Regions from separate parts of the Macaca mulatta genome. Here region 1 is linked to region 2. Evidence: chromatin contacts called from public Micro-C data. All regions are on one chromosome and are shown on one strand. Each heading gives the region's core, a stretch centred on a gene start, on an enhancer-like site or on the middle of the called end of the contact. The rest is flanking DNA. Distances are from core to core; before and after follow the strand shown.

The links. Hi-C and Micro-C count contacts between places; a contact is called where the count stands out from the background.
Region 1: a contact with region 2 is called in a Micro-C map of CD4 T cells, with 14 times the contacts expected there. The contact joins two enhancer-like sites. A contact is called at or near these places in 8 of 14 Hi-C or Micro-C datasets (CD4 T cells, blood, cortical neurons and 4 more).

The regions. Positions count from the first base shown.
Region 1 is chr4:158,244,314-158,251,101 of T2T-MMU8v2.0, forward strand. It overlaps RIPOR2 (RHO family interacting cell polarization regulator 2), which reads left to right. Exons shown (of 24, transcript XM_078000913.1): 9 at 915-978. All of the region lies in intron 1 of LOC114677679 (a long non-coding RNA gene), which reads right to left. Among named protein-coding and RNA genes, the nearest start is that of ARMH2, 53 kb to the right of the region's middle. Within about 2 kb of position 3,563, at least 16 of the 40 cell types and tissues checked have an H3K27ac peak or open chromatin away from gene starts, as enhancers often do. A contact at or near this core is called in CD4 T cells and blood, where this site is marked.
Region 2 is chr4:158,020,294-158,026,991 of T2T-MMU8v2.0, forward strand. It overlaps a transcript of CMAH not described here. Among named protein-coding and RNA genes, the nearest start is that of RIPOR2, 31 kb to the right of the region's middle. Within about 2 kb of position 4,213, at least 19 of the 40 cell types and tissues checked have an H3K27ac peak or open chromatin away from gene starts, as enhancers often do. A contact at or near this core is called in CD4 T cells and blood, where this site is marked.

The sequences.
Region 1 (6,788 bases), core at 2,313-4,812, 220 kb after region 2:
TTCAACTCTTGTGCTCTTTTGGTCCCACATTTTTATTCAGAAAAATTTCAAACCTATAGAAAAATGGAAAGACTAGTACATTGAACACCATACACCTTTATCTAGATTTACCAATCGGTAATACTTGGCCATATTTGCTTTCCCTCTGTCTCATATGATCAAATCCCCCCTCCATCCCCCTCAAGTCATTTGACAGTAAGTGATAGACATCATGACATTTCACCCCATAAATATTTTAACCTGGATCTCTTTTTAAAATTTATTTGTAATTCGCAAGTAAAACCTGTTACATATTTATGGTGTACAACATGATGTTTTGAAGTATGTATACACTGAAATATGTAATACAATGGCTAAATCAAGTCAGGGATCTCTTACTTGTAATAACCTATCTACATTTCCTACATAACCACATACCACTACCACAAGTAAGAAAATTGACCTTCATCCTATAGAATTATATAACATATTGTCCATTTTCAAGTTTTCCCTATTTGGATCAATAATGTCTTTTATAACTGTTTTGATTGATTTACTTTCAAATCAGAATGTAATCAAGGTTAAGATGTTACATTTGGTGATTATGTTTGTCTAGTCTCTTTATCTAGAAATTATGATACTGCCTTTTTGTAGAATGCATGCTAATTCCTATAGTCTACCCCACATTCTGAATTTGTCTATTTTTGATATAATCTGACTTGCTCTTCTATGCCCTAAATTTCCTGTACACTACAAGGTGGGCTTAGACTCAGATCAAACATTTCGTCAACAATGTTTCATAGGCTGTGCTGTGTTGGGCAAAAGGGTAAATGCTTCTTGTTGTTCATGCAGTCATGCTCCTGTTAAAATGTCGTGTGCTTTGAGCTGTTGGGTGAAAGGCCAGTTCTCATGCTCATCTCCTGTCCTCTTTGCAGAATATGTGCACCATTGAAGCGGAGCTAGAGAATCTGCTGGGAGAATTCTCCATCAAGATGAAAGGTATTCTTTTCCCTGTTTAGAGAGAATAAGGAGCCATCTCTGCAGAGCGCAGAGCTCCTTAAAGTTTGAGAGCCCATGCTATTTTTATTTTCCTTGCAAAGACGCAGTGCCACCCACTCTCAACCCTCCCCACTTTTGATAGTTTACTGATGCTTCTCATGCTGAGGCTTACCTACACACACAAAAATATTATGACAGAATCTCAAACATACACAGAAGTGGAGAGAACATTATAATGAACCCCCCATAAACCCATCACCTAGATGTAATAATTAGCAAGATTTTGCCACGTTTGCTCCATCTCTTTGCTTTTGTTTTTCCTTTGATAAAAGAGAAGTCCTTTGATGAAATAAAACCCAGATATGTCAGTCTGCGGCTATACACTTCAGTATGCATCTCTTAAAGCATGGGGTTGTCATCTTACATAACCGCGATGCCAAGTACTGTCACATTTTCACAGCTAACAAAAATAATAAGCCTTGGTTATTAACCCATTCCATTATCAAATTTCCCCCATTGTCTCAAAAATGCCTTGTACATTTGATTAGTTCAAATTAGGATCCAAACAAGGTCCATGCATTACAATTGGTTGTTAGGTATATCTTTTAGACTTCCTTTAATCCAAAACAAACCTCTCCCCCCCTCCACCCGCTTTTTTTTTCTACCCTTGACTTGCTGTAGAAACTATTGTACGGAATGTCCCACATTCTAGCTTGTCTGTTGGCTTCTTTGTGGTGATGTTTAAATTCTTCCTTTAGCTCCCCATGTTTCTAGCAAACTAACTATGAAATTTTATAAATTTTGGTGTTAAACCCACAGAGAATTTTTCCCCTCCCAGTGCCTTTCTGGTATTTATTCCAGAAAGGTCCAAACTAGACACATGATTGAGTTATACCACAGCATCTTCAGAACAAAAACGAAGTCTGATTTTAGAAAACAGAGCATTGCTCAGGTGTTGTCAGATTTACGGCTCAGTGGCCAAGCATGGCTGTCAAATGAGCGGCCATCACAGCAAGTCAATTTCTCTTCCGAGTTTTGGCCCATTTGACTGCAGCGAAGAGGGCTGGTGCTTATGCAATTCTGAGGTTTCTTAGCAGCTTGATCCCTGGGTTGCTAATGGGGATTTAATCACCCTCTTTCTACTTTCTGCAATTAAGGGAGTAAAGAAAGGAGACTTTTTTTGAAAGGGCTCGACAGGAGGGCTTCATTTTCCAATGAATCATCTAACTCAGGAGGGAAATTATTCTGTCAAGCACTAGGCACTGACATGTGAGAGCCTGTCTGAGAATACCTGGAATAAAAATGACCTTGACCCTCAGCTTCCCAAATGGCTGCATGCTTCTCTTCCGGCAGACCTGGTAGGGAATCAGTTTAATATTCAGTGTTAAATTTCAACACTTGCTTTGCTACTGAGTCTGGCATCTGTGCTTTTTTCCATTTTTTAGGTCCATTCTCTACATTTTTGGGTCCTCACTTGAGTCAGTGGTTCCAAAATCACTCAGGTCCATAGTCCCACACTGGGCCCTGGAATTTTTATTTTAACTTTGAGGATGATTCTATCAGCAGCCTGATCGATCCTGGAAAACAACTGCCCTGAATCAGTGTTTAGCAGAGAACCTTCCCTCTACTTCCCCCAACACTCAGACGCCACCCACACAGACTAGCACAGTCGCAGAGTCTCGCAGCCTAACGGTAATGCAAATCATGCACATCGCCTATCGCTGCTAATATTAATACGTACTGTATTTCTCCTATTTCTGATATTCAGTATTAACAAATGCATCTATTTTTGTGGGATGGTAATTTCCTGATTTTACATATAGGAAATAGGGGCCTAGAGAGGCTAAATGACTTGTCCCAGGAGTCACACATAAATTGGAGTCAGACAAGAAACTGAATTCCAGGGTTCTTTGTTCCTAATGCATTCCCACCTCTAACTCCATGTTATGAGGGAAGTTCAGAGCTGAGCAGACAACATAAACCATTGCTCAAAGAATGGTCTCCTTTATGGGCAGATCCTCTTCAACCTAGCACAGAGGCACGCACCCTGGGAGTGAGATGGGAGGAAAGGGACCACCCTCGGACCAGATCTGGAGCTTCAGGCTTGGTGGTCAGTGAGGGGATGATGCTGGAGTCCCTGCCACCTACTGGGGGACTGGCCACCCCGCTACATCACAGCCCTGATGGGCTGATGAACTTGCTGTGGCTCCCACTCCTCCGTCTCCCCCTCTCTCTGTTGTTCTTGCTCTCCTGCCTGATCTTCCTGAGAGTCTACCTGAACACTTGGTTTCTTCCATGGGGTTTTTCAGGCCTGAAACGGAATCTCCTTCCTCATTGATAGACTCCTGTCTCCTCCACTGTCCTCATCTAACATGCAAATTCAGAAACTACATCTGTGAAGCCTTTCAAGGGTAAACGCCCCCATGGAAATCTTTCTCTTCCTCCATAAAGAGAAAGGGAAACCTTCTCATGCTGCCAAGAAATCCTATTGTCTTTGCAATCAGCTGCTTTCTCATCTGTTATTCATTCTGGTAAAAACTACTTCCAACATACATATTGACAAACTGAGAGTATGTCATAATACTCTCAGACCCAGCAACCCCCAACTTCCTTGCACCACACCCTTCCTCACTTCCCTTTTGCCCCACCCTCAACACTAGACAACAACTTTTTGGGGTAGTGATGTTAAAGAGAATAGAGCAAGTACTTACCAAGTGCCTGCTATTGGCTAGGCACTAAACTGCATTCTGATGACTGGTCCCTGGCCTTGAGTTCCACATGGTCTACCAGAGAAAAGGGACATATGAGGCTGTGCATTCTCATCCAATGGAATGAATGACCACCTGTGTGACCATGTTTGCTACAGAAGCAGGAGGGGAGAGGAGGAAAAGGTTGCCACTCACCTCTCCAGGTGGGGAGGGGAGCAGGAAAGAGGAAGGCTTCCCAGTGTAATATATGGTGAACAGCACCAGAATAGCATTCACCAAACAGAGGAAAGCCTGTTCAGAGGTGACAAGTAGACCGGTGTGGCTGACGTGCTTGTCGGGAGAAGAGCTATGGAGAATTAGTTGGGTGTTGATTATAAAAATCCATGAATGCCAGGCCGAACGGAGAGCACTTAATCTGCAAACTATCAAACAGGATGGAGGTAAAGAGATGTAGTTCCTTAGAGCAAACTAGTTCTCCAAATTATTACTTGGTTCAAATGAAGTTCCAGGCAGTGTATATATCCAGTCTCTGCTGGTCCTTACAGTTTCCAGGGCAGATCAACATTCCTGAGAAGGAAGAACCACCACTGAGCTAGTAAACTTGCATTATTTATGCCTAGTCAATAAATCAGTAAGGCCTGTAATAGGAGCTCCTGACTGTATAGCTACTTGGTTGGTTGTCTTAAAGTAGGAAGTGTGAAGGGAGAAATGATGGAGAGTGTTCTGGCAGAATGGTGTCTGAGCAAAGGAAGGCAGGCAAGAGTAGGCAGCTGCTGTAACACCCTCCAAACGAGGCTGTGGAAGAGGTATTAGATCAGTAATATGTGAGTACCATGAAACATCCAAAGGTATGACCCCTGCAAGTCCCCCATGCCCACCCTCAGAGGTAACCCCCATGCTGGTTTTTTGAGTGAAAGCTAGAAAGCTTTCATTAAGCTTTCTAGATCATGCACTAGTAATCACAAACTGTTGAGAAAACTTGCAGCTTTCTCTAACCGTGAAAATGCCAGCAGGCCCCCAGACAAGAGCCTGAAAGAAACCTGGCCAGGCCTCAAAGACAGACTGTAACTGTCATTGCCCCACTGTTAGTGCTAATTCCGTGGCCAGTACCACCAGTGGCTTACACTGCAGACAGAACTTTAAGAAGCACGGCACAAAAGCTGTTTGTGCCTAGATAGTGCCGTTGTGCTACATTATTGCTACAATCAGAGGATCAGTGATGCCACTACAGCAGTTCCAAGAAATTTTGCTTAGTAACGTGGGCTGAGATGTGAAAAACACATCACTACCAAGTACCTTTCTCATATTCAGTTTTCTTCAGATACAAAATTTCTGGTAATTTTAAAGGTGGGGAAACAAACACCTTCAAAGGATTTCCCCTTTATCCACCTTTATCTAGTAACAATGCCAGATCAGTTTCTTTTCAACCAGTCTTCCATTGTAATTACATAAATAAACAGACAATAAATTAATCCTGAACTAATTTGCAGAGGTTTTGTTTTGTTTTTGAGACAAAGTCTTGCTATGTCACCCAGGCCGGAGTGCAGTGGCACCATCTCGTTCACTGCAACCTCTGCCTCCTGGGTTCAAGCGATTCTCATGCCTCAGCCTCCAGAGTAGCTGGGATTACAGATGCCCACCATCACACCTGGCTAATTTTTGTATTTTTAGTAGAGACAGGGTTTCTCCATGTTGGCCAGGCTAGTCACGAACTCCTGACGTCAGGTGATCCGCCCACCTCAGCCTCCCAAAGTGCTGGGATTACAGGTGTGAGCCACCGCGCCTGGCCAATTTGCAGAGGTTTTTAAAGTGTACTTTGGATTGTATTAGAATTAGCATGTCCAGTTTAGGATTTACAAAAGCCAGTCGATTGTACTTTCTTTCAGAAGTATTTTTTTAAAAGACTAACTAAATGCTCCAGAAAATTATTAGTGGAATATAAACTTCTTCAATTCTGCTCTTATTTCAGTAAGTCTTTTTAAGTGGCTTGTTGTGTTCTAATTATTAGTGAAAGCTGTTCTTAAATGTACTGGCTCCACGGGCAGGAAGGCACGGACGAGCTGGTGAGTTGCTGCCACCTACTGACAAGTAATGGTAACAGCACGTGTTTTTTTTTTAAGCATCCGGGGACCTTTTTTGCTGTCAGCTTACCCATGCAATGTCCATCAGTCAGGTGAAAGTAGAAGCATTCATTTAAGACTCTCAACTTAATTGGGTTTTTTGCTTTGTTTTGTTTTTTGAGTCGAGGGTCTCGCTCTGTCACACAGGCTGGTGGAGTTCAGTGGCTCACTGCTGCCTCAAACTCCTAACCTCAAGCAATCCTCCTGCCTCAACCTCCTGAGTAACTGGGACCATGGGCGCACGCCACCATGACTGGCTAATTTTTAAATTTTTTGTAGAGATAGGGTCTCACTATGTTGCCCAGGTTGGTCTCAAACTCCTGGGCTCAAGTGATACTACTGCCTTGATGTCCCAGAGCACTGGGATCACAGGTGTGAGCCACCATGCCTGGCCAAGAATCTCCAGCGTACTAACAGGGCTATTCATAGAAGGCAAAACACATTGTGTGATACCACCCACAGCATCTTTATATGGGTAAAATCACGTTTAAATAAATATATAAACAAACTTTGTGTTATAAATAGTGTTATAAATGGCAAAGGTTATAAATAGCAACTCAAGGAGGCTGAGGTACTAAGGGACCCATTTGTCATATGGACATCTTTGTGTGGGAACAGTCTAGGACTCACAGCTGTTTCTGGACCAGCTCATCAAAATTATTTCCTCGGACTGCCTCTAAAAAGTCACTGGGTAAACAGGGAGGAACTGTTCGTGTCTTCTTCAATCTTGACGTAAACACTTTGAAAGTAGTACCTTCTGGCCGGGCGCGGTGGCTCAAGCCTGTAATCCCAGCACTTTGGGAGGCCGAGACGGGCGGATCACGAGGTCAGGAGATCCAGACCATCCTGGCTAACACGGTGAAACCCCGTCTCTACTAAAAAATACAAAAAACTAGCCGGGCGAAGTGGCGGGCGCCTGTAGTCCCAGCTACTTGGGAGGCTGAGGCAGGAGAATGGCGTGAACCCGGGAGGCGGAGCTTGC
Region 2 (6,698 bases), core at 2,963-5,462:
CAGAAGAAAAGTTTGAAGCTAGCTGGAGTTGGTTCACGAGGTTTAAGGAAAGAAGCAGTCTCCATAATATAAAAGTGCAAGGTGGACCCTTCCTTACACCTTATATAAAAATTAACTCAAGCTGGATTAAAGACTTAAAAGGTAGGACCTAAAACCATAAAAACCCTAGAAGAAAACCTAGGCAATACCATTCAGGACATAGGCATGGGCAAAGACTTCATGACTAAAACACCAAAAGCAATGGCAACAAAAGCAAATTTGACAAATGGGATCTAATTAAACTAAAGAGCTTCTGCACAGCAAAAGAAACTATCATCAGAGTGAACAGGCAACCTACGGAATGGGAGGAAATGTTTGCAATCTACCCGTCTGACAAAGGGCTAATATCCAGAATCTACAAAGAACTTAAACAAATTTACAAGAAAAAAACAACCCCATCAAAAAGTAGGTGAAGGATATGAACAGACACTTCTCAGAAGAAGACATTAACATGGCCCACAAACGTATGAAAAAAAGCTCATTATCACTGGTCATTAGAGAAATGCAAATCAAAACCACAGTGAGATACTATCTCATGCCAGTTAGAACAGCAATCATTAAAACGTCAGGAAACAACAGATGCTGGAGAGGATGTAGAGAAATAGGAACACTTTTACACTGTTGGTGGGAGTGTAAATTAGTTCAACCATTGTGGGAGACAGTGTGACGAGTCCTCAGGGATCTGGAACCAGAAATACCATTTGACCCAGCAATCCCATTACTGGGTATCTATCCAAAGGATTATAAATCATGCTACTGTAAAGGCACATTCACACGTATGTTTATTGCAGCACTGTTCACAACAGCAAAGACTTGGAACCAACCCAAATCCCCATCAATGATAGACTGGATAAAGAAAATGTGGCACATATACACCATGGAGTACTATGCAGCCATAAAAAATGATGAGTTCATGTCCTTTGCAGTGACATGGATGAAGCTGGAAACCATCATTTTCAGCAAACTAACACAAGAACAGAAACCAAACTCATAAGTGGGAGTAGAACAATGAGAACATATGAACACAGGGAGGGGAACATCACACACTGGGGCCTGTTGTGGGATGGGTGGCTAGGGGAGGGATAGCATTAGGAGAAATACCTAATGTAGATGATGGGTTGATGGGCACAGCAAACCACCATGGCATGACCTGCACTTTCTGCACATGTACTGCAGAACTTAAAGTATATTAAGAAAAATAAAATAAAATAAAAATAAATGAAATAGTGGCATTCACGCAACCTGGATGAAACTGGAGACCATTATTCTAAGTGAAGTAACTCAAGAATGGAAAACCAAACATAGTATGCTCTGGCTTATAAGTGGGAGCTAAGCTATGAGAATGCGAAGGCATAAGAATGATAAAATGGACCTTGGAGACTCTGGGAAAGGGTGGGAGGAGGGTGAGGGACAAAACACTACACACTGGGTACAGGGTACACTGCTCGAGTGAATGGGTGAACCAAAATCTCAGAAATCACCACTAAAGAACTTATTCATGTAATCAAACACCACCTATTCCCCAAAAACCTATTGAAATAAAAATAATAATAATAAACAAAATTGTGCTGGAAAAAAACAGTCCAAGGCAAAGCGGTAAGTGCTGATGTAGAAACTGTAGCAAGTTACCCTGAAGATCTAGTTAGGATCACTCATGAAAGTGGCTACGCTAAACAACAGATTTTTGATATAGATGATACAGCCTTCTATTGGAAGAAGATGCCAACTAGGACTTTCATAGCTAGAGAGGAGAAGTCAATGCCTGGCTTCAAAGTACAATGTGAATCTTTTGTTCAGGGCTAATGCAGCTGGTGATTTTAAGTTGGAACCAATGCTCATTTACTATTCTAAGAACCTAGAGCCCTTAAGAATTATGTCACATTATTGTGCCTGTCCTCTATCAATGGAACAACAAAGTCTGTTTTCAGGTAACATATTTGTTTTCAGCATACTTTACTAAATATTTTAAGCCCACTGTTGAGACCTGCTACTCAAAAAAAATATTTATTTCTAAATATTATTGTTCATTGACAATGTGCCAAGTCACTCTGGTGCTGTGATGGAAATATACAAGGAGATTAAAGTTTCATGCCTGCGAACACAACATCCATTCTGTAGCCCATGGATCAAGAAGTAATTTTAACTTTTAAGCCTGATTATTTAACAAATACATTTCATAAGGCCATAACTGCCATTGATAGTGATTCCTCTCATGAACCTGGGCAAAGTAAATTTAAAACCTTCTGAAAGGATTCACCTTTCTAGATGCTACCAAGAATATCTGTGATTCATAGGGAGGAGGTAAAAATATCAACATTAACAGGAGTTTGGAAGAAGTTGATTCCAACTCTCTTGGATGACTTTGAGGGGTTCAAGACTTCAGTGTATGAAGTAACTGCAGGTGTGGTTGAAATAGCAAAAGAACTAGAATTAGTAGTAAATCCTGAAGATGTGACTGACTTGCTGCAATCTCATGATAAAACTTTAATAGATGAGGATTTACTTCTTATGGATGAGCAAGGAAAATGGTTTCTTGAGATGGAATCTACTCCTGGTGAAGAGGCTGTAAACATTGTCCAAATGACAACAAAGGATTTAGAATATGACATAAACTTAGTTAATAAAACAGTGGCAGGATTTGAGAGGATTGACTCCAATTTTGAAAGAAATTCCACTGTGATTAAAAGGCTATCAAAGAGTATCACATGCTACAGAGAAATCCTCTGTCAAAGGAAGAGTCAATTGATGTGGTAAACTTCACTGCTGTCTTATTTTAAGAAATTGCACCAGCCACCCTAACCTTTAGCAACTACCACTATCGAGGCAAGGCCCTCAACGAGCAAGAAGATTACAACTCGCTGAAGGCTCAGATGATCATTAGGATGTTTTTTAGCAATTAACCATTTTTTAAATTAATATATATAATTGGTTTTTAGACATAATGCTCTTGTACTTATAATGGACTATAGTAGAGTATAAACATAACTTTTATATGCACTGGGAAACCAAAAAATTTGTGTGACTAATTTTATTGAGATATTTGTTTTCTTGTGGGGGTCTGGAATCAAACCCACAATAACTCTGAGGTATGCCTGTAAATAATATATGATGTATATGTGCAACATATACATTACATGGGGGTGTGGGTGTGTGTGGGGGGGTGTGTGTGTGTAACTCCAAGGACAAAGATGTGAAGCACTTACACCAATCTATTAACAGGGAAAGGAAAGACAGGAAGGTAATAGGATCTTCTACCTCTTACTCTATATGCTTCTGTATCATTTAAATGTATTATTATAAAGCATTTTTATATTTGTGGAATTAGAAAAACAAAAACATTAGTATATATAACATTGTAAACCCTTAATTCCACCACTCTAACTCAGTTATAATATTTTTAGTATTCTTTTCCAGAAATATTTAATAGAAATTAAATATTTCTATTTTTACTTAGATATTTTATATCTTCTTAGGCATTTTTCCATATTACTACATGTTAAAATAATTATAATATTCTATATTCTGAATGAGCTGTAGCCTCAACTTTTCTTCAATTGTTGACTATTAAACAATCTTATGAAAAATATCATCCATATTACATTTTTCATGCTTTTAAATTCTTTTCTTGCAAGAAAACTCTTGAAATTGGATTATGGGATCAAAGGATCCGAACAATTGTTCTGAAGCATCTCCGTCTTCCAGTGAATGTGCAGGCTCATGTAACATGGACAATCTTCTGTGCCCTACCTAAACATGTATTTCCCATGGTGCTCCACAATGTGAATTCTGCAGAAACTGCCGCTCTGCTGTTTGCAAATGTTACTCGTACGCTCCTACTTTTCCAAAAATGCCTTCAACACCTTTAGAGTGATAATGTTTTCTGAGAAACCACAAAAACCTTATTCAGTGCCTCTATATATTCTAAAGCATTAACCAAATGTAAGAAAAAAGATATCAGAACTTTGCCTCCTTGTTATGGCCATGTTATTATTTTAACAGCGAAAAATCAAGGTTAGTTGAACCAAAAACATAGCTAAGCTAGATCTGTAAGAATAAGTATCTTCCCTGTGGACTCAGTTTTAATTTGAATGGAGAAAATGCGACCTTGAACAGTTGCAAGTAGGTACATTTGGAAACTGCAATGAACCTATGTTCTCGACAGGTGGCGGAAGAGGACCACATCGAACCCCTGCGGCCGGCGCACTAGTTCCTTTTTGCCCCTTTGAAAGCTGTAGCTGTGGACTCCATGAGGACTTCAAAGTAACCAAAGCGGCTGCCTTTCACCTTTTCAAGAATCTGTTTCATCTGATGTATCTAGGAAGAGAGGGGATTCCTTTGGGGTTCCAGTGATCCCTTGGAAGCTCTCCCTTGGGTCTTCACACAGACACCCCCTCCACCCTGTAGCCTCCTGTTCACCCCACCGCCTTGCAGGCTGATGTGTGGCACGCTTCACTGAAGCTTTCGGGTAATTAAGGACACTACGGAGCAGAAGGTTAAAAATTAAAGTTTTTTGCTAAGTATGACTTCCTCTTATTTTGGTGAAAAACCTTCCCTCCCTCCCTTTCTTCCTTCCTCCCTTATTCCCTCCCTCCCTCCCTCCCTTCCCTTCCTTCCCCTCCTTCCTGAATGAGATGGAAGATCTCACTATGTCTCCCAAGCTGGCCTCAAACTCCTGGGCTCTATCAATGTTCCCACCTCACCCTCCCTAGTAGCTGGGACTACAAGCATGCCCCACCACACCTATCTCTAAGGCTCCCTTCACAGGAGGACTCCTTGGGATGCACACAACTCCTAATCATTCTTTCCTGCTCTTAAATCCAGCCCTCTTTATAGGCAGAGGGAAAAAAATTGTCTCTCCTTCCTATCTCACCCAGGCATTCTTCACCCAAGATTTAGGAGACCCCTTCCACTCATAGGAACTCATCCTAGGGCCATGCCTGTTCCCAGGCAGTGCATTTCCAAATGAAAGATTTACACTAATAATTCCTCAATGGCTTCATAGGTGCAATCAGCCACCACCTTTATCACTGCAAGACCCCGGGGTCCATGGCTGAGAGGGAGGGAGCCCTGCTGGCTTTGGACTTCAAGGCCTCCTGGCATCCAGGGCAGGCTGGTACACTCTTAGCATGGCTGTCTTAGAGATCTTCCCATGGCTAAACATGCAGGTGAAGGTGAACTCAAACCCACAGACCTTTGAGCAATAAATGTTTATTTTCCCAGAAAGTTGTCTCCATTTTTAGGAAGGAAGGGATATTTTCCTAACTTGCCAGGCAGAGGAGTTCAAACTTCACTTTATTAGACAAAGCAATGTTACTTCTTGTGTTTTGAAGTCACTTCTCCCCAACCAACCCCCAAGCCCTGCTTTTTTTTTTTTTTTTAAATTATACATCTTTAGGCCAACCAGGAATAGGAAAGGGGCCTGTGTCTAAGACATTTATTTCTTAATGAACATTCCCTTCAGTACACAAAAGCTAGACTCCCTTAACTTTGAAATGCCATCTTGTAAGGGGTAGGTTCTTAGAGTCCTCCTCAGCCTCAGCCTTTGGGCAGATGGGAGTTGGATAGTTTTTTTCTTTCATTTACATAATTAAAAAACCAAAATGGGAGGATTGGACTGCTCTGTGTAACCACGGATATCACGCCATTGAAGGGTGCGGTCTGAATGAGAGAGCCTCATGTGTTAATAATTATCTGCTACTCACAAAATGGTAGCCCTGCCCAGTAATCCAGCTAACGGAGCTAAGAAGAGAATTTTTCATTTTTGAGGCATGGACCTACCCAATCTGGACCTGTGGAGAGCCTGTTTCCATTAAAACAGCATTTACCAACCTGGTCATTTTAGTAGCTGTGATTGGCTTGGGTGAATGAGACTTAGCAGTAAAAATTTTCATTTATCCCTTTTGCATGAAAAACCTCTAAGACTGGGGTAAATGTGCTTCCACAAAATAGGTCAAGTAAATTCTTATAAGGCCAAGCAATGAAGCAATGTTTCCAGGGGCCTCAGGCCAATAGTTCTGTGGAAAAAAAAAAATTAAAATATCGTGGCCTCACAAGCCAGGAACAAACATTTTGTTGCCCTCTGGGTAGACAGATGTTATTAAGCATTAAGTTCAACTAGACATTTGGGACTCAATGATTAGGGCATTTGTGACCATTGCAACAGTGAGTCCCAGCGGCCCGAACCCCACCAGCTAAAGTATCCACAGCTCTGGTGCATCTCTGTAGAACTTACAGTGAATTCCGAAAATGGTACGTGCCTAATAATTATTATTATTACGTTATCATTGTATACCTTCTTTTCTTTTTTACAAAGTGTGTATGAAGCCAGACTCGCTTCAATAATATTACCTAGGAAATGTAGCATTTGTGCCCCTGCCCAGAAGAGAACTATTTTGAGCTTGGTTGGGTCCCATCTGGAATTGACTTTTCCCGTTAAGAGGACAAAATACCAAACTTCACTCTTATTTCTCACTAGTGACTTGGGGCAGAAAAGAGGCAACTGGAGAAAAAGTGTCCAGATTAAGGAAAAAGAGCAGTACTACAAAATTGGACAAAGGGAGAAATCCTTCTGAGGATAATAATTCATCCTGGGCTTATATTTTGTAAAGCGTATTACAGAAAGTAAAAACTCCTTAGGGATATAATTGCAAAAACACTCT